Linked DNA regions of Sus scrofa: regions 1, 2, 3 and 5 are each linked to region 4. Evidence: chromatin contacts called from public Hi-C and promoter capture Hi-C data. All regions are on one chromosome and are shown on one strand. Each heading gives the region's core, a stretch centred on a gene start, on an enhancer-like site or on the middle of the called end of the contact. The rest is flanking DNA. Distances are from core to core; before and after follow the strand shown. Region 1 overlaps ARMC2 (armadillo repeat-containing protein 2). Region 2 holds the start of ARMC2 (armadillo repeat-containing protein 2). Region 3 holds the start of SNX3 (sorting nexin-3). Region 4 holds the start of FOXO3 (forkhead box O3). Region 5 overlaps ARMC2 (armadillo repeat-containing protein 2).

Region 1 (4,037 bases), core at 1,071-3,570, 440 kb after region 4:
TTGGTAATAAGCCAAGGCCTATGGGCTAACACTTTGTTAAGTTCTCCTAAATTCTGTAGTTTTTGAGGAGCATTCTCTAAACCATTAAGCCACTTGGGGTCACCACCAACATGAAGGAAATCATTTACATGGAGATTCACTAAGTAGGAGCACTGATGTCTTGCTGCAGCCTTAAAAAAACAAACAAAATTACTCTATAAATATTAAAATCTTGAACAACTACAAATCTTTTTTCTTTATAATAAGTAAAACAGCTAATTAAGTTTTTGATTAGTATGGTTTCAAGTTTTTCATATGCTAGAGAGATGAAGTTTTCATACAAAACATGTAAAAATTCACATACACCATAGAAAGCATCTTAGAAATATCTCAAGAACAAAATATCTATTTGAACTTTAGAAAATTTTATTATATACCTACTGTCAGAACCTTGGATTAAGAAAACTTCAATTAAGATGCCAACCATAAAACAATGGAATATTACCTATAAACTGAACATAAATACCTCTACTTATGTCAGTCAACTATTTATAATAGTGAAATAATCTTGTATTCTACTTTTTCTTTTTTTTTTTTTTTTTTCCAAAGCCTATGATTTTTTTTTTTTTTATTATTATTTTCCCACTGTACAGCAAGGGGGTCAGGTCATCCTTAGATGTATACATTGCAGTTACAGTTTTTTTCCCCACCCTTTCTTCTGTTGCGACATGAGTATCTACTTTTTCTCTTATTTAATAGAAAAGAGTTCTCAAGGGAGTATAAATATATATTTCCTTTTCTGTTATACGTGAGAGCATACTTATTTAGAAAGAGGAAAAACAGATACTACCTAACAGGAATCCAATTAGAAGTTAGCATATAAGTGTTTATTCCTTTGTTTTAAGTATTAACCATCTCTTTAAAAGATTAATAAAGCAGGCAGAAATAAATTTTCACTGAATGTTTACAAACCATTATTCCAATGTAGTGCCGATAATGCAGGGGTAATGGGCCATCCATTTGCAGTAGATAGTGTTGAGTTTTTAAAAAACTTTCTAAATATTGTGGGTGAAAAACCATCACTAAGGTAATATTATCCAGACGACCCAAAGCAGCAAAAGAATCTGCAAATAAAGTATGCATCTGTGCGTCTTCACTCCCCACTTGGAGAATCTGTATAAGAGAGGAAAGCCATGGTTACAGAGATTGTAAATTGGTGTTAGAAGAAAGAAAGTATGCATGCACTGCATTCTAAGTGTCATTTAGAGGCAGATTAGCGCTCTTTGATAACTCAGCTGGTAGAGCAGAGGACTGTAGAAGCAGATTAAAATTGGCTTAAGAGGAGTTTCCACTTTGGCACAGTGGGATAAGACTCTGACTGCAGCTGCTCAGGTCTCTGTGGAGGTGTGGGTTGGACACCCAGCCCAGTTCAGTAGGTTAAAGGATCTGGAGTTGCTGCAACTGCAAGGCAGTTCTCAGATACAGCTCAGATTCAATTCCCTGGCCAGGGATCTTCCATATTATATGGGTGTGGCCATAAAAAAATAAAATGAGCTTAAGAAAAAGAAGTTAGGGGTTCTCTTATGGCTTAGTGGGTTATGGATCTGGCATCACTGCAGCAGCTCAGATTGCTGCTGTGGCCTGGGTTCAATCCCTGCCCAGGAACTTCCATGAACTCTAGGTATGGTCAGGAAAGGGGAAAAAAAGGAAGATTATAATTCTACAAATTTAACTCAACTAGTAGCAAGACAGAAGAATAAACAGTCGCATATCTTGTAGTAGGGGAGAAACAACAAATGTCAAACATTAAAGGTCATCTAGATAAGCTGTTTGCAGGCTTGGCCAGAATCCAGATAAAGAAGCAAGATTTAGATGATCAAACTTGCAGAGCCTGCAAACAGACACTAATGCCTCTCCTTTAAACAACACCTACTCTCCCTTAATTTAAGGAGAACCAAAATTAACTAACAGCAAACAATTCTTGTGAAAACAAAGCATAGGAGCATTACATATTTAGTATTAAAGATCCAATCTAGCACTGATACCAAGTTTGCCAAGACCAAGTAACTCAGCTTATGGGCACACCTCAACAACATCTGAATATAAGCAGGTGGCACATCACTGGTCAAAAACAAGTCTTGCCTTTCCTCGATTAAATCTGGGTGTTAGAAAAGCATCACAAAATAGTAGAAATCAACATGACTATAACAGCTTTCTAATCTCACTGATTCACTGCCAAAGCATGATGATTAACTGTGATCAGCTCTGTTGCATATTGTTGACCAGCAGCTGTTCAGATGCCAAGAAGTGGGTCATGAAAGCTCTTCCTTAAAAGCATACAGTTCACTATGTACTTTTACAAACAACATACCTCCTTTTCTGGGATGAATCTACTTGGTCCGTGTCCTAGTGGTCGAGGAATTCTAATTCCAAGTTCCTAGAAAAGAAAATTACACCATCTCAGGCCTCCAGCAGTAAACAACATGAATTGAGGCTACAGGAATGGAAGGGAAAAACAGCCAGTTGAACAGAGACAGGCTTGTTTCGGTGGTTTGTTTTCAGGGCCATATATACATACCAATTCCTCTGTTTGCATCACATAGCTGACAACAGTTTATGACTCTGACTAAAAACAATAAAACCTGTTTCACTAAAACCAGAGTTTTGCATAAAGTACTTGGCAGAAAGTCTAGAACAGAAAGTTCAGCACACAGCAGCCAACTCTGTGGATTGTCAGTGATACAAAATAAGACCAATGTGTTTGTACATCCAAAACCCAACCAACCAAAATATCAATCCCTGTTCATCTTGTCAGGAAATGAAAAAACAGTATTCTCTACCTAGATGTCTTAAAGTGAAAGAAGTATAATTATTATTACATCTATAATAACACTTCAAAAGAACAGAAATTTTATGAAAAATTAAACTTCTCTAAATCCACAAAAGTACGTAGGACATAATTTCTATGAGAAATTAATTTTGAGTTTTCCTTAAATTTTTAATTTATAGGATCTCATCAACTTTGCTAATATTTTAGAGGAGCTCAACTAATTAAAAAATAAGGTTTTCTGCCTTTTGACATAGTGAACCTAGAATTCTATACTTTATGTGACAGTGTAGTGTGGTTAACAAAAACTGACAATCTAATCTTAAAGCTTCTATCTTTTCCCTCAGTAAGTGTGCTTATAGAAACAAAACCAAAATATAATTCAACTTATTTTTTTTTTTACAGGTCCATGTTCTATCAATTTAGTCTCGAAACAAACAACCCCCCGACCTTTAATAATCAAATATTAATCCTTGCTTATATATTACAAACAACTATTACTTCACCCTCTCTCTACTGCTTCCTAAAGTTCTTTGTGATATAACCAGATGCTTTCCTTTTAAAAGAAGAAAAAGATGGGGGCGGGGGGGGGGGAGGGAGGGAGAGAAGGACATGTGGCAGCAATTCAAGAAATCTGGTCCAAGTAAATGAAAACCTTTTGAGCAGAATACATTTTAAAAAATTAAGCAGGCAGGACAAAATGGAATAGAATCCTAATTAGGAGAACTCAATATTCATATTCAAAGTACACTCTATTTGCCAACTAAGCCTAAATTTTTATATATGCTTCCAATAATCTTATATCAGAGGCCAGTGATTTCTTACTCTGATAACTCTACACTTATACCTAAGACAAGAATGTCTAATAACCATAGGGGAGGCACTAAATTCACTGGTTAGGCCATGTATATGTCTATCCTATAACAAATGTAAGGGAAAAAGCCCACATTCCTGCTATTTAAAACATCATTTTGGCATAAATGCAGCTGTTTATATGAAATGATGACTCCTAGCCTAACTGCTGAATTTCTGATTCAACTATATACCTATCAAACAAAATAAACTTTGAGGCTAAAAATTACTATTTATGTAATAGTAATTTCTTTAAAATTTTTTTTTCATTTACTTTACTATCTTATTTAAAATGCATTTTATCAAAACACCTATTTCATGGGCTTTTATTAATTTTATACCTAAGAGACACCATTTTGATGGCTTTAGTATATAAAAG
Region 2 (3,675 bases), core at 138-2,637, 290 kb after region 4:
CTAATCGGAGCTGTAGCCGCCAGCCTACACCGGAGCCACAGCAACTCGGGATCCGAGCCACTTCTGCAACCTACACCACAGCTCACAGCAATGTCGGATCCTTAACCCAGTGAGCAAGGGCAGGGATCGAACCTGCAACCTCATGGTTCCTAGTCGGATTTGTTAACCACTGCGCCATGACGGGAACTCCTGTACTACATCTTCTTTATCCATTCCTCTTTTGATGGACGTTTAGTTTGCTTCCATGTCTTGGCAGTTGTAAATAGTGCTTCAGTGAGCACTGGGGTGCATGTATCTTTTCAAAATATGGTTTTCTCTGGATAGATGCCCAGGAGTGGAATTGCTGGATCATATGGTAGTTCTATATTTAGTTTTTTAAGGAACCTCCTTACTGTTTTCCAAAGTGGTCACACCAGTTTACATTCCCATCATCCTATTGGGTACTTTGAAGAATACTTAGATTCCTTTAGCTCTGCTTAATATCATTTCCCACCTAGCGCAATGTCTTATGCATACTATGTACTCAAAAATATTGTCAATGTAATTATTCTTTACAAGATACTTAGCACCAAGGGATGTGGCATTTTTCCAATGTTGACAACAACACTTCAGCTGAAAAATCCCCATATATATAAAACGTGGTGCAAACTTGAATGGAGAGTGATTATGGTCTCACTTGTATTTAACACTGTGAAGTGTTGCTGAATGTCTAATAGGAGAGAACAGAATTTAAACCAGAAACATATAAACGGGGTTCTTTTCACCAGTCAACTGTGATAACTCAGTAAGAACAAAAAACGACTGCTGATGAAAGGCCTAGACTTGAATCTACCACTGTCACCCACTAGACCACAGGCCTGCATGCTGTCTTCTGTTAATGGGGATGCCAAGCGGCTACCTCAGGGTGTCAGAACGCTCACAAAGATAATATAGAGTGAAACACCCTTTGTAAACTCTATAGTGCTTCACAAATGCAACGTGCATAGCACTTTAAATCTATTTTCTCATTCAAGCTTCACAACACCACAAGACCTAGCTAGATTTTATTATTTCCTTCTATTTTACAGAGGAGACAGACATTAAGCAACTAGTTCAGGATTATACATAACCACAATTTGAACCATTAAATCCTGAAACTCCTAAACACTAAGCTGCCATCCTCCTATTTAATAGGGGCGCTGAGATCTCACACGGATTCAATAACCGTGATTCCGTAAATTGCTAATTTGAAAGGTGACACCTTTCCCATCCCAGCTCTTCCCTGAGCATCCCTCGCCCTTTCTCGCTGCACCTGAAGCTCCAACATCCAGCCAATAGCCTTCCGCAAGCTCTTCCTACTCTCCCACCTGCCAGCGCCCCCGCTCAGCGTTTCTACGCATGCGTTGGAGAGACCTGCGCAGGCCCAGTGGGCAAGTGGCGCGGAGGGACCTCCTCGCACCTCCTTGCCCGGTCATGCCCCGCCTGCTCTTCTTGGCTGCTGCTGCTGCCTCGGGAAGCCTGGAGGATGAGCTGAATCTCCGCGGTTGTTACTCTCCCCGGCGCTAATTACAGGTGCTTTGGGTCTTGCCGGAAGCCCCCTTCCCTGCTCCCACCCCCACCCCCTGGCTTCTCCCTCCCAGCAGCTACCTGGCTATGCAGAGAGGCGGCCCCGGGCGGCCAGGGTAGGTAGTTTGTGTACGGTTACCATGGAGACGCTAGCCTGCCAGGCTAAGCGGGCGGGCCAGCAGACTGGCAAGCTGGCCTGGACCGGTGGAGGAGGGGGCTTTGCTGGGAATGGGGGAGCCGCTGTCCGCTGATCGGGAGGTGAGGCGTCCTGGCGACTGCCCCTTTCCCGCAGTCGGCCTTTCTGTTGGCCTTTCTGGGGAGAGAGGTGATGAGTTCCCTGTTCATACTCTGGGGTCAGCGGTGGCTGTCTTTAGGTCTATACACTGAGCGTTTAGCAAGCGCGTAGTGCTTATTAGAAACTCAGGAGTATTTGTTGAGTGAGACTGATAGACTGAGGAGCTTTGTCTAGGCAGACACTGACCCAGCCAGGGTCACACAAATTCTATCTGGGTTCGGGTAGGCCACAGATACGGTCTTAATAAATAGGTGTATGCAGCGATATACATTAACGTATATCCTATGTACACATAATGCCTTTTATTATCCATTCCTGTGAGTATCACAGCAGATCTTCCATCTCACCTTGATTTAGAACTATTTTATTTGGGAGAAAAGCAAATACCACTCTTTTTGGGTATCTTATTGAATTCTGATTAATTGTTTTGACAATAGCTGATAGTCAGTAAAATACTTAATAAAAATTGTTTTCAGGAGTTCCCGTCGTGGCGCAGTGGTTAACGAATCCGACTAGGAACCATGAGGTTGCGGGTTCGGTCCCTGCCCTTGCTCAGTGGGTTGACGATCCGGCGTTGCCGTGAGCTGTGGTGTAGGTTGCAGAAGTGGCTTGGATCCCGCGTTGCTGTGGCTGTGGCGTAGGCCGGTGGCTACGGCTCCAATTCGACCCCTAGCCTGGGAATCTCCATATGCCGCGGGAGCGGCCTAAGAAATAGCAAAAAGATAAAAAATTTTTAAAAAATTGTTTTCATAAAACAAAACACTTTGGTTTAATCTTTTATAAAATGTATGAAAACACTGTATAAATGCCATTTCTTTTCTTTTGCAGTTTTTTTTTGATGCAATTTTTCATTCATAAGAAAATTTTTGTTGCATCCTTTTATCACATAGTGCTTGTACAGTAGTTAACATTTTTAAGGGGCCAGGCACCATACTAAAGCAGTTTACATGAATTATGCCATTTACTTCTCAAAACAATCCTATGATAATTACTGTTACAACACACATTTTACAGGTGAGGAAACTAAGGCTTAGAGATGTTCAAAGCCTTGCCTAAGGTTACATAGTGAATTCTCAAGAATATTTGAAGCTTTACTCTAGCATCTGAGCATTTAACCGTTGCTTCTTTGGATGTTCATATTAACACAAAAGTCATTCAGAATCATGGTAAGGGGCTTGAATATTTGATGGCAGGAAAGAGTATGGAGATGGCTGGTCTTTCCTTTGTTGCAAATATCCTGATAGTGCAGTGTTGTATTTAGCAAGAAGACTCTGTTGCAGGTGACTTAGCAGCAGCATTAAAGATGGGTCTTTGTAAGTGGGTATAAACTGTAAACGATGACTTGTAACTTTCCCCCCAACCAATAAGAACTATTTTGTTCAATAAGGTCTCCAGTTTAAAATTTCATACTCCTGATGTTGTTCATCCTCTAGAGGTCCTGTAAACATCATAAACTCAAAACAAAACTCAGCTACTTTGCTCTTACCTTCAAAGTTCATATTTCCTCCTATTCCAAAAGGCCACCTTGCCTCCCAGCCTCCCTAGGTTTGCATACCCCGTGTCACTTCTGGCCCTTTCCTGTCCTCTCAGATGTCTGATCCTGCTGGTCCTTTGTTCCTTAGTACAGCTTACTTGTTCTCATCTCTCTTCTTACCTCTATTTCACCTTCACTCCTATATTTCAGGCTTTCAGTACCCCATCCACTGATCACAACATTTGAGTCTTCTTTGAGGCGAGGCAACTAGAAGTGAAAGCAAGAAAGGAAAGGGGGCTGCATTTGATCTCGTAGTACCACATGGCATCAAGAATGAGATGCCATTTCAAATAAAGTCCCA
Region 3 (4,040 bases), core at 1,001-3,500, 280 kb before region 4:
GTTCTTTTTAAAAGTGAACAATATGCCATAATATCTAAGACAATCCAAAGCCATTCCAAGTTTTTTTAAAAAGTGCCTCACTTTTTCATTAGGTTTACATGATAATGTACTTCCCTATATGCAGTTTTGCTATAACAGACTGTGGCTTACAGTTTACACATTTAGTAGGGAGACAAGGATGGTTTCGAACATTAACTTGCTAGTTTGATATCTTAAAGTTTGATGATTACTACATTTTTAAAACAATACTACATGATAAGTAAATCATTTTTAAAGTGTGTAGGTTTCACGGCAGTGAATAAACTGAACGCTACTAAACTGTACAGTTAAAAATGGTTAAGATGGTAAATTTTGTGTATATTTTACCCCACAAAAAAATTTCAAGTTAGAGGAACCACTCCACTTAAATGTTAATAGTAACTTGTTATGTATATTGTGATTGCTCTAAAGCCAAATTCTTATGCTTAATTTTTAATAATTTGTTGTTCATTAACAGCTGGATTCGTTTTATGTAACCAATTTTTAAAGATACTTCCATACATGAGTAACTTCTTTAATCCTGAACTGTAGACTGAAAGTGAAGCAATATTCTCAATTACCATCTTTCAAATCATCTGAATTACTTACTGCCAACAAATTTTAATTATGAAATTATGAATGTGTTTCTACTTCAACTGATTCCTTCATTCAGTGAAGTGCAAATCTCTAAATTAAGAGAGCAAGATCCCTCAACGAACAAGCTTTTCTTAAAGCAGTTGTAGTTTTGTGAGGAAGGCAACATTCCCCACTTCTCACCCTTTAACAGACAGTGACCCAGAAAGCTAGGGCCGATCATTTCCAATTGCAGTTCTCGCCCGGCTCAGCCCTACCACATTTGTCAGAGGCTTTTGTAAACTCCCCTGAGGTTCTGTTCAGGGAAGCGTACAAACGAGGTGAGTCTGGTAGCTCGGGAAGGGCCTCAAGCAATCAGCTAGGCTTGGCCACCTCGGAGAAAAGTGTCCAGGAAAAGAAAACTGAAAAGGCTTCAACTTTGAGCAAATCCCCTTTCTCAGTCACATTTAGCTCCCTTCCCAAAGAAGAGCTGTGTTCTCGAAAGATCTACCCCTTTCCAACTCAAATGTCATTCCGAGATCAGCTGCCTGAGGGGCAAGCGGCGTTCAACCCACGCCCTCTTCGCGTACCGTCCTCAAGTGCCAGCACGGGGCTCAGGTCACTCTGCAACTCCCAAGCCAGCCCAACACGAAGAGGGGCCCTCGCCCCCGACCCCGCCCGTGGACAGAACTGCCCTACCATGTCAGCCAGCAGCCCCGGACTCAACAGCCAAGGCCGCTAGGGAGACGCGCTCCAGGGAAGGCTAGGGGCACCAGGGAACTATGGGAGGGGTCTCTCTGTAGGGGGGAAAGATGGCCTCACCTTGACCCTGATTTCATAGGTGGTAAAGCGGCCCCGGCCGACCCCCACTGTCTGCGGATTGCTCACATCGATCTCGAGGAAGTTGCTGGGAGGCCCGTAAGCGTCATTCAGGTTCTGCGGCTTGGTGATCAGCCGCCGGGTGTCCGCCACGGTCTCCGCCATTTCGCTGCTGTAGCCGCCGCCGCGGACTCCCTCCGCCCCCTCCGCGATCCACCGACGCCGCCTCTGCTGCCCGCCGCGGGGACACCGGACTCGCGCGCAGCGGTCGCAAGGCGAACGAGCACGTAGAGCGGGCGTTCACCCTTGCGCGCGAAGCTCCTCCCCGCGCCGCTCTGGCTGCTGCCTCTTGAGCCCAAGCAGGAAACAACCCACCCGACGGAACGCTGCGCCCCGAGGCCGGGAGGCCCAGCGGAAGCCACGGAGAGGAACGGCGAGCTCGCCGGCGGAGAAGGAGAGTCACGGGTCTTGTAGGCGCGAACAGATTCCGGCCAGACTACAGCGCCCACAATGCACCGGGCGAGCGCGCCGCTACTGGGCTGCGTCCGAGGTGCTATGGGACCCAGGACCGGAGTGCGGGGGCGGGCGCTTCCTGTCTTTATGTATCCGCCTAGACCTGGAACGGTGAGAAGAACACCGGAAACGATCTTAGAGGCCTTGGTAGCTGCCAGACAAGTTAAACAACGAGATGGAAGAGATTTGCCTGCAAGTGGAACAGAACTGCCTATGCTAACTCAATTCCGACATATCCACTGTCTCACCATAAACCACTGAAAATGCTTTTCTAGATAACCTTGAACATATGCCTCAAATGATGATTTTGATATCAACTTGGAGTCTCACTGGACACGTGTCTGGTTTGGTAAATTGAAGGTGGGAACAACTTAATGACGTCATATCCAACGGTCAAACCGTTTTGGGAGACCGATGGGCTAAAATTAACAGGTAGTATATGGGCCGAAGCCTGCCTTGAATTTCTGATGTTTGAGTGATCTGCAGCTTTCCCCCTTCAGTTACAAAATTTAAGTAAGTTTTTGTTTTGTTGCGTTTTTGCTTTTTTTAGGGCCGCACCTGCAGCACATGGAGAGGTGGAATTGGAGCTGTAGCTGCTGGCCTACACCACAGCTCATGGCACGGCTTGAGATCCTTAATCCACTCAGCAAGGCTAGGGATGGAACCTACGTCCTCATGGATGCTAGTCAGATTTGTTAACCCCTGAGCCACTATGGGAACTCCAGTAGCTTTTTTTTTTAAGGTGATAAAACATCGGTACAGCATTTGAAGTGGAACTCGGATAAACCTTTATCAGAAATGAAAAAAAGACAAAACAATTAAGTAGATCATAGTTGATTGCCAATAAATGCAGACTTTGAGCATTGAGGTAGAAGGATAGATGTCTATTCCTGCCCTGCCTGGGGAGTTATGGCCCTTGATGTTGTTGTATCACAGCTCTTTGTGTGTGTGTGTGTGTTTTATGTTAGATTCAGAAAACCCATTCTCTTTAAATAATCTGATCTGTCCCTTAAGCTGAAAAGTTGTCTGAATCATTAGCAGCCCTTCTTAATAACACTAAGTACAGTTGGTATTAAAAAAAAAATGAGGAGTTCCCGTTGTGGCTTAGTGGTTAACGAATCCGACTAGGAACCATGAGGTTATGGGTTCGGTCCCTGGCCTTGCTTAGTGGGTTAAAGGATCCGGCGTTGCCGTGAGCTGTGGTGTAGGTCTCACACGCGGCTCGGATCCCGCGTTGCTGTGGCTGTGATGTAGGCCAGCTACAGCTCCGATTCGACCCCTAGCCTGGGAACCTCCATATGCCGAGGGAGTGGCCCTGGAAATGGCCAAAAGACAAAAAAAAAAAAAAAAAAAAAAAAAAAGAACACGTAGATTATTTTCAAGAAAACTCTACATTCATTCATTCAATAAATATTTATTGAAGGCCTACTCGGTGTTTTCCACTTTTTTTTTTTTTTTTTTGGCCTTTTTAGGGCCACACCTGCGGCATATGAAGGCTCCCAGGCTAGGAGTTGGCCTGCGCCCAAGGCACAGCAGCGCTGAATCCAAGCTCTGTCTGTGATCTAAAACACAGCTCACGGCAATGCCAGATCCTTAACCCACTGAGCGAGGCCAGGGGTCAAACCTGCAACCTCATGGTTCCTAGTTGGATTCGTTTCCACTGCACCACAATGGGAACTCTGTGTTTTCCACTTCGATACTGGAGGTAAAAAGATGGAGAAGGTATTGAAATTCCCTGAGTTCATGAGGGTAATTGTCAAATGTATGGTTTCTCTTGGGGAAACAGATAATAAATAAACCAACAAATAATATAACTGCCAATATGATTGGTGCAGTAAAGAAAGGTGGATAATGTGATAAAGAGTGACCCAGGGGTTCCCTTCACGGCGCAGTGGTTAACGAATGCCACTAGGAAGCATGAGGTTGCTGGTTCGATCGCTGGCCTGAGACCAAATAGACACTTGACTGTTCTGACTACAGCAGTGAGCTCAAGAAATGTGTATAAATGACTCTTTGAATTGGAGTATTTAAAATCTAAGAGACCAGGAACCACCCTATTGTGTTGTCATCTGTGACACTAGAACAAAGCAATCATTTGGCTATTCTTCTATCTCATT
Region 4 (3,539 bases), core at 52-2,551:
CGCCGCGCCCCGGGCCCGCGCGGGATTGTGCGTCCTCCCCCCTCGTCACTGAAGGGAAGGAACCGAGGTAGGCGCCGGAGCTGTGCAGCGGGGCGGCCGCCTTCCCGGTGACTCCGGATCTGCTTCCGAGCTGGGCCAGGCGCTTCCCTTTTCCCTCCCCGTGACTCGGTGTGCGCGCCCTTCTTCTCTCCCGCTAGTGTTTTTAAAGGACTTGAGTGAAGGGGGGAAACTGTCAAGATGGCAGCAGTGGGAGCAAGGAGGTGATGAACGTGCTGGTCCGGGTTTTCTGTTGGCCTGGGAGACTTGTGCTTCCTGACCTGTTGGAAGATTTACGTTTCGACTACTCCCCTCCCCCCCGTTCTTATAGGGAAAGGGGTGGAGGGCACAACGCCCGCGAGAAAATAAACCACACCACCCCCAAAGTGGCCGTTGCTGCTCAGCTCGACCCTTGGCAAACACCCGCTGAGCTGCTTGTCTCCCTTCTTCCCGTCTTTCCCTGTTCCTGGAAGTGACAAGGGCCCGTTTGCGCTCGGACCCACATTCGCCCTCTCGGCCCGCGGGCGAAGAGAGGAGAAGGGGACTGCCCGCGCAGTCCTCGGGCTCGGGTCCTCCGCTGGGAGGGGATGGCAGGAGAGCGCGGAGGCGGCGGGGCCGGGACCAGGCCGGGGAGAAGAGCCGAAGACGCCACAGACTTTGGCGGCGGTGGCGCCGCGGGAAGCACTTGTGCGGGCCGGAGCGAAACATAAACAAACGCACGCACACCCGGGCTCAGGCTCCGACCGCGTCTGGGCTGCGCCAGCTCGGGCTGCTGCCCGCTTTAAAGGCGCGGCTCGCGCCCCTCCCCCGCCCCGCCCCTCCCCCTTCTTCCCCGCCCCGCCACCTAGCCCAGTGGAGACCTGCAGCTCCGCTGGCGGTGGCGGCGGGGGGAGGGGGTTGCCCCGTGCGAGCCTGTCGATTCGCTCCTGTCTCCCCCGCGGCCTGACCAGGGGGTGGCGTCTGCAGCGCCAGGTTCGCGGGACGCACGTCTCCAGGTCTGCCTGCTCCTGGGAGGCGGGCGCGGTGTGGTCGGGAAACGGCGGCGGCGGCGGCGGGCGAGGACTCGCCGGGGACTGAGCTCCAGCCCGGGATAATCAACTCTCCTTCTCTCTCCTCTCGTGCTTTCCCAGGCGGCGGCAGTAGCAGCGGCGGCGGCGCCCGGGAGCCCGAGCCTTCGCGGCGCCCCCGTCCCTCCCCCGCCGCACCCCGCCCCGGCGCAAGAGGAGAGTGTGAGAGCCGGAGCCGCGGGCGGGCAGGCGGCGAAGATGGCAGAGGCGCCGGCCTCCCCGGTCCCGCTCTCTCCGCTCGAAGTGGAGCTGGACCCGGAGTTCGAGCCCCAGAGCCGTCCGCGCTCCTGTACGTGGCCCCTGCAGAGGCCGGAGCTCCAGGGGAGCCCGGCCAAGCCCTCGGGGGAGGCGGCCGCTGACTCCATGATCCCCGAGGAGGAGGACGATGAAGACGACGAGGACGGCGGCGGTAGGGCCGGCTCGGCCATGGCGATCGGCGGCGGCGGGGGCGGCCCGCTGGGCTCTGGGCTGCTCCTGGAGGACTCGGCCAGGCTGCTGGCTCCCGGAGGGCAGGAACCCGGGTCCGGCCCAGCCTCCGCGGCGGGCGCGCTGAGCGGAGGGACGCAGACGCCGCTGCAGCCTCAGCAGCCACTGCCACCGCCGCAGCCGGGGGCGGCTGGGGGCTCCGGGCAGCCGAGGAAATGCTCCTCCCGGCGGAACGCCTGGGGGAACCTGTCCTACGCCGATCTGATCACTCGCGCCATCGAGAGTTCCCCGGACAAACGGCTCACTCTGTCCCAGATCTATGAGTGGATGGTGCGCTGCGTGCCCTACTTCAAGGATAAGGGCGACAGCAACAGTTCTGCCGGCTGGAAGGTGCGTACCCACCTCGGACGGGCGGACAGACCCGCCCGGTCTCCTGCGCAGTGCGAGACGCGCCTTCGATTCGTCCGAGCGCGCCTGCGGGCGCCCGGGAGAGGGGTTGGCAGGGAGAGCCTCAGCTGTAAGGCTTTGGGGGTTCTGTGTGACCTCCGGAGGAGGGGAGCCCGGGGACCGCTGCGGACGCGGCGGGAGCGGGAGAGGAGGCTCCTGGGGAAGCCTCAGGCTTGGCCAGATGGGCAGGAGTGCATTTGCCCGATTCCTGGGTTGTAGCGGAGGAGGTACGTCCGCGGCCAGCTTTGGAGCAGGTTTCCCCGTAGTGGGGGTGCGGCGAGGCCGCTGCGGGTGGAGTGAGGGGACTTGTTTGGGAATCAGTGCCCAGAGGAGGGGTTGGATTTGTGGTTTCCAGTCGGTCGCCTAAGCGTGGTGTGTTGAGACTAGCCAGATGAGAACCCCTGTGTCCAAGTTTCAGGCTTGTAGGTGTTAACTCCCACAGGCACATCGATCCCATTACAAAAAGCAGTGGTTGTAAACCTTTTCCTGGCCGGCTCTCTTTCCTTGCGTGTGTTAACACCTTTATTCCTAAGAGGTGTCTCAACCTTAAACCTTCCTCTGAGTAGCCTCTGAGATGATCTGGGCCCCGACCCGGCCAGCCCTTCCACCTCAGCGGGAACTGTCCTGCACCTGCTGCTTCCCCGCTGAGGCCTGGCCTCTGGAGCTGTTTCAAGCAGCGGGTCCAGGAGTAGAGAACCGGGGCCTGTCGCTTCACGTAAGCCTTTGGGAGGCAGGTTTGCTGGCAGAGCTGAGCCATAATGGCTTCTACCTGTAAGTGAACCTGAAGAGAGGCTCTCCACTGTTCCTTTTCAGCCTCTTGGGGCACTGGACACGTGGTAGGGAGAGAGGTGTGGAAAGGCCTATGATGTAATGACTTCCTGCAGTTGGGCATCCAAAGAGATTAACTCCTGTGCCCCTGCTGGGCTGCAGATACCCAGCGGCTTTGTTTTTGCCAGGCCCCCATCTCTGTGATATGAGTTAGTCGGTACCAGGCAAAAGAGAGCCCTGTGCAACTGGAGGGAGATACATATCACTTCATATTATTTCTCAGTTGCTTCTATTAACAAGTTAGCTTTTTTTTTTTTTTTTTTTTTTTTTTTTTTAATTAAAGAGGTAGTTGCTTCCTCCTTCTGTCCCTTCTTTCATTGTCTTTGGGGAGTCCTGTACTTCCTGGGTTCCAGTGGGTGTATAAAGAACAGTTTGACCTTAGTGGAGAACTGAAGCACTGGAGAGGAGTTAGTATATAAAGCTAAAGGATTCAATGTATTGACTTATAATTGTTTAAAAAAAACTTACAAAGTGCCATACGATTTTTTTTTTTTAGTGGTTAGTGTTGGGAAGGGCTTGTGTAGGTACCTTAAAAGCAAAAGGTGTGCTTTGATATTTTTCCACAAATTCCACAGATCTGTCTCATCATTTAACAAATGCTGATACTATGAATCTTATATCTGATTGAACTTTACCGCTTTGCAAAGAAATGTGAGTTGTGTGATATGGGGACTATTTACAGAAAGGATGACAGTTCCATTTCAAAGCAGTGCTAATGTGATACTTTTAAAAACT
Region 5 (4,127 bases), core at 1,338-3,837, 340 kb after region 4:
AATCAGAGCTGTAGCTGCTGGCCTACACCACAGCCACAGCAATGCCAGACCCAAGCCACATCTGCGACCTACACCACAGCTCACAGCAATGCCAGATCCTTGACCCACTGAGCAAGGCCAGGGATCGAACCCACATCCTTGTGGATATTAGTTGGGTTCGTTTCCACTGAGCCACAATGGGAACTCCCTATTAATTAATTTTGAAATGAAGAAAGGAGATATAGTGATTTGTTGAAAAGAGCAGTTGGACATCATGAGACCTAGGTTCCAGATCCGACCCCCACTATGTGATCCTGGACACATCTGACTGGTTTGGAAACAATTTTCCTGCCCACAGCATGTATCCCTGAGTGAGAGCGGTTTCTTCTATCTCCTGAATGCTAGGCTTTTGTGAGGCAAGTATACAGTTCTTTCTTATTCTAACAGTGACCTCTTGTGGTGCAGATCCTTAATCTTTCTTTCTTTTTTTTTTTTTTTTTTTTTTTTTTTGTGCAGAGTAAACTTTGGATTTATTTTTTGTTGTTGTTTCTAGTAACTGTATTTCATACTGAAACACAACTGTGACTTGTTTTTAAAAGATAATTCTTCATTGGATATCAGAGGTTGATTAAAATGCGATATAGCACACCAAACTCTTATTTCATAAACAATTCTCTGGGTTCTTCAAAAATTTCATTTTCAGTGACTCCTGACACTTACAAAAAGAGAAATGCTCTGGGTTTTGTTTTGAGTATTGTGTGTACTCCTCTTCCTCCTAGGGACCAGGGCAGGAGGCATTTGAGAGCCTCCTCATGCCCCAACAGCTCAGGCTGGAGCAGGCTGGACACCAGAGCAGGTGAGTCCCCCATTTTCTTAGAGGTCCCCAGGGCTCAACCTCCTCTTCCGCATTCCCATGAGCAGGAAAATCATGTGCACTGTTGACTTAAAGATATGCACAACTTAGGAGTTCCCTTTGTGGCTCGGTGGTTAAGGAACCTGACTAGGATCCATGAGGATGTGGGTTCAATCCCTGACCTCGCTTTAGTGGCTTAAGGATCTGGAGTTGCCGTGAGTTGCGATGTAGGTCACAGACACAGCCTAGATCTGGTGTGGCTGTGGTGTAGGCCAGGAGCTACAGCTCTGTTTTGACCCCTAGCCCAGGAACCTCCATATGCTGCAGGTACAGCCCTAAAATAGCAAAAAAAAAAAAAAAAAAAAAAAAAAGGAAAACTTAAAAGTTGGGAGTTTAGTTTATTGGGAGCAAAACCTGGGCTATAGCCGGGGAGGCCACATTTCAAAGAGCTCTGAAATACCACTCCAAAGAGGTGGGGGGAAATGTCAGTATATATATGCTTTTGGTGAAGGGGGAGGTACATGCAGCCAAGCACACATTTTATAGGTCACTGCTGGTCACAAGGAGCAGATGTCACCGTGAAGGATTTTAGTGCTTTTCTAGATAGGAGGAGATGCAAGAATTGGACTCATAAAAGCTTCTCCTGAAAATATCTACCGGAAGACCTGTTCTGCCAGTTTTCCCAGAGCACAGAGCGTCCTACTCCTGATCTCCATCCTGAGCTCCTTTCAGGGGTGTTGAGGGTCATGCAGCTGCAGCAGCTCATGATTCAATCCATGTAGAGGCAGATGCCAAGTGCCAAACTCCAGTTCATAGCACTAAAGGATCTGATGTTGGCTCACTCTTTGAAAGTGCCAGGAGCTTTGTCCAACTCGGTCACATATCAGCATTTATTTTTTGTAATTTTTCATTATTTTCACAACAGCCTTAGCGCTCTTACCATTACCCGGCTTTAGTGGCTCAAACATATAGAGATTACAATCTTAATGCCTGCACAGAAATTATTGTGTAAAGGCATTTGAAAGATTGCAAAATCTGGCCTCCACATAGTTCTTAAGTTCAAAACTTGAGTCAAAATCATTGCTCAATTAGTTGAAACTGTTTTAATTATATGAAGTCAGCCCTTTGTGGCTTTAAACTGTTTGCTATATAACAATATAAATTACAGGCTAGGAGGGCTTGGGATGTATTCATGCAATGAAATATAGCAGTTAGAAAAACGAACTAGAGTGCACTTATAATATTGAATGAAATGAGTACAGATATAACATTATGTGAAAAAATTAAGTCCCCAAAACAATGGTGTGTATTGTTTCTGGATTCAGATCTATGTGGTAAACATGTAAAGTCAAGCATGATTAAAAAAAATAACCGTTCAATTTGAGTGTTGGTAACCCTTGGGGAGGGGGCTGAATGGGGGAGGTACACAGAGGGTATTAGTAATAAGTATAATGTTTATTTCTTTGAAACAAGGAGAAAAATGAAAATACAGTTAATATTTGACAAAACTGTGGGTAACACAGGTGTTTGGTTATATTCCTTATACATTATATTCCTTTTTGAGGTGCATGAAATTTTACAAAACCAAACAAATATTTGGTTCAAAAAATATTTTCTTCTCTTCAAGACTAATTTCTTATCAATACAACAACTTTTGTGCCCAGTGGGAATTTCTGTAGCACTCAGGAAAATCTTAGACAGACTGATTTCCACGTCAGCATTGTTGCTAAGCCTTTTACATGTCTAAGCTAAAAACAGCAGCCAATGAAGATTGTGTCAAGTTTTTGTGTCCAGAACTCAAAGCTGCGGTTAAGAACTATAACCACTGAGACAGCAAAAAAATCTTCAAAAACATGCTGAAATTTCTGCTCGACTTACCCAATTTCCTGTTGAATCATAATTTTTATATTTAGCAACCTGTGAACCTAGATGAAAGTGCTTTCTAAAATATCAGGTTGTTGCCCAAGACTGAGACAAACTTTATTTATTTATCTTCTGCGGATCTTAAAAAGTAACCATGTGACCCTGGGCTGCAGTTTCTAGGGCAGAAGCCGGGTTCTTGTCGAAGATGGGATTTTTTTGTGGCGAGCAGCGTTGAAGGAGGTGCGTGAGGGGAAAGGCTGGAGCCGGCCACCACTGCTCGCACAGCGGTTCCTGGGAGAGGGTTGAAAGCAAACTCTTGCACCACAGGGTCTGGCTGACTTCTGTTCCGAGAAGAAACAAGTCTTAGAAACATGCAGGAGGGCCTGCGAGAGCCTTTCCTTTCCAAAGGTTAAATAAACTGCTCTGTGATTTCTGGCTCACCCCTGTAATCCAGCTCTTCCTGAGGTGCACATGATAGCCATTGCGTTTGTCCTGAGAAATGGTTTGATAAGCATGTTTTCTCATAGAGCGCGCCTACTAAAGAGCCTGTTACATAGAGGTTAAAACTGCTGATTTGGACCAATTGGACTTGAAGTCCATATTTCTCACATATTTAAGTGTGTCATAAATATGTGTCGATTAAAATATTCATCTGACTTATGATCTCCTGGCTTTCCCCTGGCCTTTATGTAAGTCGATTTTACTCACCATATTCTGGAATTTGAATATGCCCCACACCTGGAAATACAGCAGCTCTGTTTTTTTATACTGCTTGACTAGTCATGCTCACCTTTAGAATCCATACCTGTAACTTAGCAACATTAGGGCAGGCTCATAAAAGTAATGATCCAAAGAGATGGAGGTGGTGGTCTCCAGTCCTCTATCAGTGGTTCTGCAAGCCCCAGAGCTCTGAAAGCTGAAATAATGTTCAAACTCACTGAATGGCGATGCCTGACCTGTACTGCTGGGAGGCCAATTACAGCCTTTATTGCATTAGCACGACTAGCCACACACTTTGCTGCAGGACGCTGTCCCAGAAGACGCTGCTGGCGGTAGCATGGAACATGCAATGTGGACACCAGCTTGCCTGACTAAAATTCAGGTTTTTCTGAATCCCCAGCCACATCTATTCCCAAAGGCTTTGGCTAAGGGATAGTGAACTGGTACAGACTGACTTTGTCCTAGAGACAATTCAACTCTCTGTCATAGTGACTTCTTGCTCATGGATTAGACAAATTCTGTGCGACCTTGCTATGAACCCTGTCGACAGCACCTACGATGTTTAATTCCGGCTTTGTTGACATCCTTTCTCTCTGCTTTTGCTGTCCATGGGCTCTTCCTGCCCTGTGTGCATCAACCCCTGGTGGTATCAGGAAGGTTTGAGGAAAGGCAGGCCTAGACCCATTGCATCGGGGTGGCCATTTCCAGCATG

What was found. Promoter capture Hi-C pulls out the DNA fragments that hold promoters and counts their contacts. Hi-C and Micro-C count contacts between places; a contact is called where the count stands out from the background.
Region 1: a Hi-C map of liver shows a contact between it and region 4, with 2.7 times the contacts expected there. The contact joins the enhancer-like site here to the promoter of FOXO3 in region 4. A contact is called at or near these places in 3 of 5 promoter capture datasets (fetal liver, fetal skeletal muscle and liver), 15 of 47 Hi-C or Micro-C datasets (alveolar macrophages, brain, embryonic fibroblasts and 10 more) and 2 of 2 datasets of contacts at active chromatin or transcription factors (alveolar macrophages and skeletal muscle).
Region 2: a contact with region 4 is called in a promoter capture Hi-C map of fetal skeletal muscle, with 4 times the contacts expected there. The contact joins the promoter of ARMC2 here to the promoter of FOXO3 in region 4. A contact is called at or near these places in 4 of 5 promoter capture datasets (fetal skeletal muscle, liver and skeletal muscle), 7 of 47 Hi-C or Micro-C datasets (embryonic fibroblasts, epiblast stem cells, fetal liver and 2 more) and 2 of 2 datasets of contacts at active chromatin or transcription factors (alveolar macrophages and skeletal muscle).
Region 3: a contact with region 4 is called in a promoter capture Hi-C map of fetal liver, with 2.4 times the contacts expected there. The contact joins the promoter of SNX3 here to the promoter of FOXO3 in region 4. A contact is called at or near these places in 2 of 5 promoter capture datasets (fetal liver and liver) and 1 of 2 datasets of contacts at active chromatin or transcription factors (skeletal muscle).
Region 5: a promoter capture Hi-C map of liver shows a contact between it and region 4, with 15 times the contacts expected there. The contact joins the enhancer-like site here to the promoter of FOXO3 in region 4. A contact is called at or near these places in 4 of 5 promoter capture datasets (fetal liver, fetal skeletal muscle, liver and 1 more), 12 of 47 Hi-C or Micro-C datasets (alveolar macrophages, blood, embryonic fibroblasts and 5 more) and 2 of 2 datasets of contacts at active chromatin or transcription factors (alveolar macrophages and skeletal muscle).

Annotation. Positions count from the first base shown.
Region 1 is chr1:75,068,366-75,072,402 of Sscrofa11.1, forward strand. All of the region lies in intron 18 of ARMC2 (armadillo repeat-containing protein 2), which reads left to right. SESN1 (sestrin-1) reads right to left here. Exons shown (of 10, transcript XM_021090855.1): 2 at 2,351-2,416; 3 at 952-1,152; 4 at 1-170. Among named protein-coding and RNA genes, the nearest start is that of SESN1, 100 kb to the right of the region's middle. Within about 2 kb of position 2,321, at least 20 of the 83 cell types and tissues checked have an H3K27ac peak or open chromatin away from gene starts, as enhancers often do. A contact at or near this core is called in fetal skeletal muscle, liver and skeletal muscle, where this site is marked.
Region 2 is chr1:74,922,437-74,926,111 of Sscrofa11.1, forward strand. ARMC2 (armadillo repeat-containing protein 2) reads left to right here and starts at 1,388. Exons shown (of 19, transcript XM_021090841.1): 1 at 1,388-1,551.
Region 3 is chr1:74,347,485-74,351,524 of Sscrofa11.1, forward strand. It overlaps SNX3 (sorting nexin-3), which reads right to left and starts at 2,251. Exons shown (of 4, transcript XM_021090786.1): 1 at 1,480-2,251. The coding sequence starts at 1,575.
Region 4 is chr1:74,628,394-74,631,932 of Sscrofa11.1, forward strand. It overlaps FOXO3 (forkhead box O3), which reads left to right and starts at 1,302. Exons shown (of 2, transcript NM_001135959.1): 1 at 1,302-1,919. The coding sequence starts at 1,302.
Region 5 is chr1:74,963,159-74,967,285 of Sscrofa11.1, forward strand. ARMC2 (armadillo repeat-containing protein 2) reads left to right here. Exons shown (of 19, transcript XM_021090841.1): 6 at 759-835. Among named protein-coding and RNA genes, the nearest start is that of ARMC2, 41 kb to the left of the region's middle. Within about 2 kb of position 2,588, at least 31 of the 83 cell types and tissues checked have an H3K27ac peak or open chromatin away from gene starts, as enhancers often do. A contact at or near this core is called in alveolar macrophages, embryonic fibroblasts, fetal liver and 4 more, where this site is marked.